Linked DNA regions of Triticum aestivum: region 1 is linked to region 2. The links are chromatin contacts, called in public Hi-C maps. All regions are on one chromosome and are shown on one strand. The core of a region is the stretch at or near the end of the contact, and the rest is flanking DNA. Distances in the headings are between cores, read along the strand shown.

Region 1 (2,700 bases), core at 106-2,605, 650 kb after region 2:
CAGATCCTGAGCTACCACCACATCCTGGGTGATACTGCTAACAGTCAGCCACCAGAATGAATCACTCGCGGGTGCTCTCCGAGCCAACCCGACTTATATCTGTGGTCATTGCCCGAAGGGATCACAAAACGATAGTATAGCATGGCAAATGGACAAGAGTGTAGGGCCACTTATGAGACTCTAGCATATCTGTAGTAAGCATATAGGATGACTAGTAAAGTATGAACAACAGTTTATCAAAAATAGGCTATGCAACATAATAGGATATACCGATAAGACACCAACTGAACTCCGACTCTCTAATGCAAGAAGTAGAGAGAAAGAATAGGCGATATCAGAATGATCAAGGGGGGCGTTTGCTTGCTTGGAAGCTCTGCTGAGAAGGATGGGTCGTCATCGACGTAGTCGTACTCGAGGGCAGCGGCAATCTTGGAGTTTACTGAAAGAATAGAGGAGGGGGGCAGATAAATAACGGGCATACAAATGCAACACATTTGCATGTCATGGCAATGCGTGTTGATGATATGCTCTAATGCATCACTAAACATTTTTAAAAGAAGAGGAAGAACATTTGAAGAACATCTAGAAATGTTCTCCCAGGTTCATTATGTTAGAGGGGTCTAACAGGTATGTGGGGCATATTCAGATTCTTCATATTTTTCTCAACAACTTTCATATGTAAATCATTTGCATCCGAGTTACAGATTATTTTAAGTGTTGTTTAGTGACAGATTCAAATGCTTTACAAAATATTCATATATTTAAATCTAACTCCAATTTTAACATGTTATATATAAAAATTGATTAGAAAACTGTGTAGAATCAATGTTGTTTCACATGTTAATAATTTTTAAAATGTTGTTTAGGATGCAATGTTAATCGGTATCACACGACCGTCTTCCTTTCGTACCGGTGCCGATCCAAATTAAAAGTAAACTCCTCAACAAAAACAAATTGAAGACGAAAGAACCCATCTATAACCATGCATGTTCATCACAAGGGTGGGAAGAAGTGTAATCAACAAGACTGATAAGATGTTGAAATAAAGCACGCGGGCCTATTGGGCTCCTTTGCTAGTTCTAATAAAGTACGTACGGTATAAATATCTTTTGAACTTCAGAGACATCCATTTTTTTTTTTTTTTTTTTGCTTTTGAGGATAGAGACATCCAAAGTTGATCGTAATCCAACCGCGCATGGGTGACCGCAAAGTTATTAGCCGCAAGTAAACAGGAGTACTCCGGTTTCCTAGCGTCTGGTACACGATTCTAAATGGATATGTCAAGATCTCTTGCTGAATTTCGCAAGCATCCAAGTTTTCAATAGGATAATAACATAGCAGTATCTTCGGGGTTCTGTTGGCGTTGGGTTGTTAGGCGAGAGGGACGGAGGGCGTGCTCCCTCCCTCCAATCTTCTTCTCTTCTTTTCTCTTTCTCTTTCTCTTGTGCTGTGTGCCAAGCCATACCCATACATACATCCACCCAACCCACCACCAATCACTGCCAGCAGCGACGACGGAGTGAGGGAAGCAAGCACGGAAGGAGCGCTCGGATGGCGATGGGAGCGGCTGTGCGGGAGGCGGCGGCGGACGGCGTCGTGACCTTCCTCTGGGTGCTCTGCGTCTCGACGCTCGGCGCCTCCACGGCCGCCGTCACCACCTACCTCAGCCTGCACGAGGGGATCCACTACGCCCTCCTCGTCACCGTCTCCATCCTCGCCCTCCTCCTCTTCGCCTTCAACCTCCTCTGCGACGCCCTCGGCGGCGCCAGCTTCAACCCCACCGGCGTCGCCGCCTTCTACGCCGCGGGCCTCACCAGCCCCTCGCTCTTCTCCATCGCGCTCCGCCTACCAGCGCAGGTCTGTCACTGATTTCACACTTCTTCTTCCCTCGCCAAACTAAATCAGACCAATCAGCACCGCGAATCTGAATCTGTCTTGCTAGGCCGCCGGAGCCGTGGGCGGAGCTCTGGCCATCTCCGAGCTGATGCCGGAGCAGTACAAGCACATGCTCGGCGGACCCTCGCTCAAGGTGGATCCCCACACCGGCGCCGTCGCTGAAGGGGTGCTCACCTTCGCCATCACCTTTGCCGTCCTCTGCATCATCGTCAAGGGACCCCGCAACCCCATCGTCAAGACAGCCATGCTCTCCGTCTCCACCGTCAGCCTCGTCCTCACCGGCGCCGCATACACCGGCCCCTCCATGAACCCTGCCAATGTATGCTACGCTCACTCAGTTGCTCCTTTTTTCTTTCCTTTCATTTGACTGCCAATTTTATCCATGGAACTGCAACCCCGGATACTGAACTGAGCTCAGTTCGAATGCCCCAGCCGATTTATTGTTTTTTTAATATATTGACGGACTACTGACTGGTTTAGTGATGCAAATGTCTCCATTTTGGCATGTCAAATCCTATATACTCCCTCTGTACCGTAATACTTGTTGCTGGAGTAGCTGAAGTTCAGCTGCTCCAGCCACAAATATTACAGTACAGAGGGAGTAGTTCTGAACGCATGATTATTCTGCTTATTAGGAACACGATCATGCAAACACTAGGCCCTTCCAGTTAACCAACTTGGATGCTTTGTAGATAACTGTAATCTAATCTAGTAATCTGTACATTACCGAGCCATAAATAACTGGATGGGGGTTGGAAATGATAATACCGCTATATAGTGTTGGAAATTTAGGGAGGGGTAAAT
Region 2 (2,700 bases), core at 83-2,582:
ATAGGAATCAACGGGAAGAAACCCGTAAAGGAATGAATGATGGTAATTTCAGCAAAGCTACTTATGAAAATGGTGTATGAAGTCATGCCATCATGTTGTAGCTCGGTTATGAAGCTTTCTTGGTAATTGATTATTCTTGTTACACTGCTTCAACAGAAATACCGGTTGCACTTTTTCAGTGCCTTTGGCAATTGGAGGTAGCCAGGAGGCTGCCGCTTATGGCGAGCTGGTTTCCGTCAGACTGGTATCAGCAAGAAGCTGAGTGCTGGGATTGCTTCTATCCCGGAATCAAAGCTGTCCAGTCCATTCCCAAGTCAAGCTGCCTCGACCACGGTTCATTCATCATTAGCAGGCAGCACCAAGTTCGAACTTAAGAACGAAAGTTCTCATCGTGATTTTTGGGTTTGGTAGGCCCATTCGACACATCTGGTGGGTTCTTCAAAATGTTTGCAAGCTTTATCTCATTTTTCGGAATCGAAGAAATGCAGGTGAGTTGTCTGTTTCCTTGTACCTACTCCCTTCGTCCGGGTTTATCTTAGGGGGTGTTTGGTTCAGAAGTCTTAGGACTTTTTCTAGTCCCAGGGACTAATCAAAAAAGACTCTCTAGTAGAGTCTTTTTCTAGTCCCTGTAGAAAAAGTCCCTCCCGTTTGGTTCCTAGGGACTTTTTCTAGTCTCTGGGACTAAAAAGTCCCTGAACCAAACACCCCCTAAGCCTCTCAGCATCACAAGCATGTCCCTTTTTATAAGGCCCCGCTTTGAAAAGGTGCATGCATGCAACCATTTCATTGGTTGCATTGAAAGCCATTGTTGTTGGTGCCATGGCCGGAAAATTAATACACTTCATGCGTGCTTTTTCATTGGCTGCATGCTTGTGAAAGAGTGCATTGAAAGTGAAATGAAAGAATTAATGTGAGCAAATTATTATGTGTCTTGATCTCAGATAAGTTGTCTTTAGGCCTAATAAACCCGGGCGGAGGGAGTAGTTGTGAGTTGGGAAGGAAGAAGGATGGGTGCATCACAGCCAACGATGGTGTGCCATGTTTTCCACGCCTAACAAAGAAAGCTCTGCTTCATCTCCATGTAGTAGGTGTTTCATTTCCTCCTTGTAGTACTAGGCTGGATCGCAACATTGCATCTTCATCTACAACACTCCTACCTAACTTTGTCTGCAGTAGCACCAGGTGGCGGTTTTTGTGCTCGTAAAGGGGTTCCGTTCATCCCACCGACACGGTTTTTTTTCCGGAGGGAAAACCGACACGGTTTCTTCACTGGTAGTGTATGCGAAGGGGAAAAAGAAGTACCGGAAAAATGGGTGCAGCCGTCCCAAACCGTTGACCCGTCGCATCCCCCGGGGTGGGGTGGTGCGTCGGTGCTAAGAAACCAACCAGCCACCAATTCTCCAATAGAAAACCATCCATCTCCACTTCCATTCGCATCCTCCTCCTCACTTCCCCAGATCCAAATCGCGCGCGAGAGAGCAAAGGGAGGAAGAAAGAGATCTCGCCGAGCGCCACCCCGAATCCGCCATGGCCTCGGCAGCGCCGCCCCTCCTCCCCACCACCGTCCCGGCCGCCGCGCCCGCCACCGTCCTCCCCGCCGCCCCGGACGCCGCCGCCACCTCCATCGCCTCCCCGGACCCGGCCGCCACGCGCGCCTTCCTGGGCCGCCTCTACGACTCCGCCAAGCGCTCCCTCTCGGGCGCCCGCCCCTGGCCCGAGCTCCTGGACCGCGCCGCGCTCTCGCGCCCGGACTCCCTCTCCGACGCCACCGCCCGCCTCCGCAAGAACCTCGCCTACTTCCGCGTCAACTACGCCGCGCTCGTCGCGCTCTCCCTCGCCGTCTCCCTCCTCGCGCACCCCTTCTCCCTCGCCGCCCTCCTCGCGCTCCTCGCTGCCTGGTGCTTCCTCTACCTCCTCCGCCCCGCCGACGCCGCCCCGCTCAACGCCTTCGGCCGCACCTTCTCCGACAGGGAGACGCTCGGGGGCCTCATCGCCGCCTCCGTCTTTGTCGTCTTCCTCACGTCTGTCGGTGGGATCATCTTCTCCGCGCTGGCGCTCGGCGCCGCCGTCGTCTGCGCGCACGGGGCCTTCCGCGTCCCCGAGGACCTCTTCCTCGACGAGGTACCCGACCAGGGCATCGTAGGAAACGCCGCCACCCTCAACCTCCTCTCCTTCATCAACGGCGCTGCCGGAGGAGGAGGACGCGTCTGAGCCAGCCTCCTGTCCTCAGCTCTCTGATCTGCTACTCGGAAGAGACAAGTAAAGTCTGGCTGGTTGATTCGTTTTTTCAGAAACGAAATACTTCTACTTGTTTAAGATCATACTACGCGTTGCCTTTAGGAGCGTGAGGAGGAGATTTAGAAGAGGATGCATTGGAGTTATACTACAAACAGAGGATATACACATAAAAAGGAACCTTGGGATCTAGTTTTGTTTCATTTTGCATTTGATATTGCTGTATGATGACAAAGTTGAGCTTATTAGTATTGATATTCATATGATATGTATCTCCTTGTTACTAGCATACAGAACAAAATAAATTGCTGCTCCTCGTCTTAGCATGAAATGAAATATATGATGGTTAATTACACCATTTCTTTTCAAGAGATTGATCAATGTGGTTTCACGTATGATCTTGATTCTGGCGTGGAGGATCTTGGGTCTAGGTGATTCATTTTCTATCATAGTAGAGTTCTTCTT

The links. A called contact is a pair of places that touch in the nucleus more often than the background predicts.
Region 1: a contact with region 2 is called in a Hi-C map of leaf, with 3 times the contacts expected there. The contact joins the promoter of LOC123096699 here to the promoter of LOC123096693 in region 2. A contact is called at or near these places in 2 of 5 Hi-C or Micro-C datasets (both in leaf).

The regions. Positions count from the first base shown.
Region 1 is chr4D:119,461,223-119,463,922 of IWGSC CS RefSeq v2.1, forward strand. It overlaps LOC123096699 (aquaporin SIP1-1), which reads left to right and starts at 1,356. Exons shown (of 3, transcript XM_044518451.1): 1 at 1,356-1,857; 2 at 1,943-2,215. The coding sequence starts at 1,552.
Region 2 is chr4D:118,814,294-118,816,993 of IWGSC CS RefSeq v2.1, forward strand. It overlaps LOC123096693 (PRA1 family protein B2), which reads left to right and starts at 1,333. Exons shown (of 1, transcript XM_044518447.1): 1 at 1,333-2,604. The coding sequence starts at 1,528. The coding sequence ends at 2,211.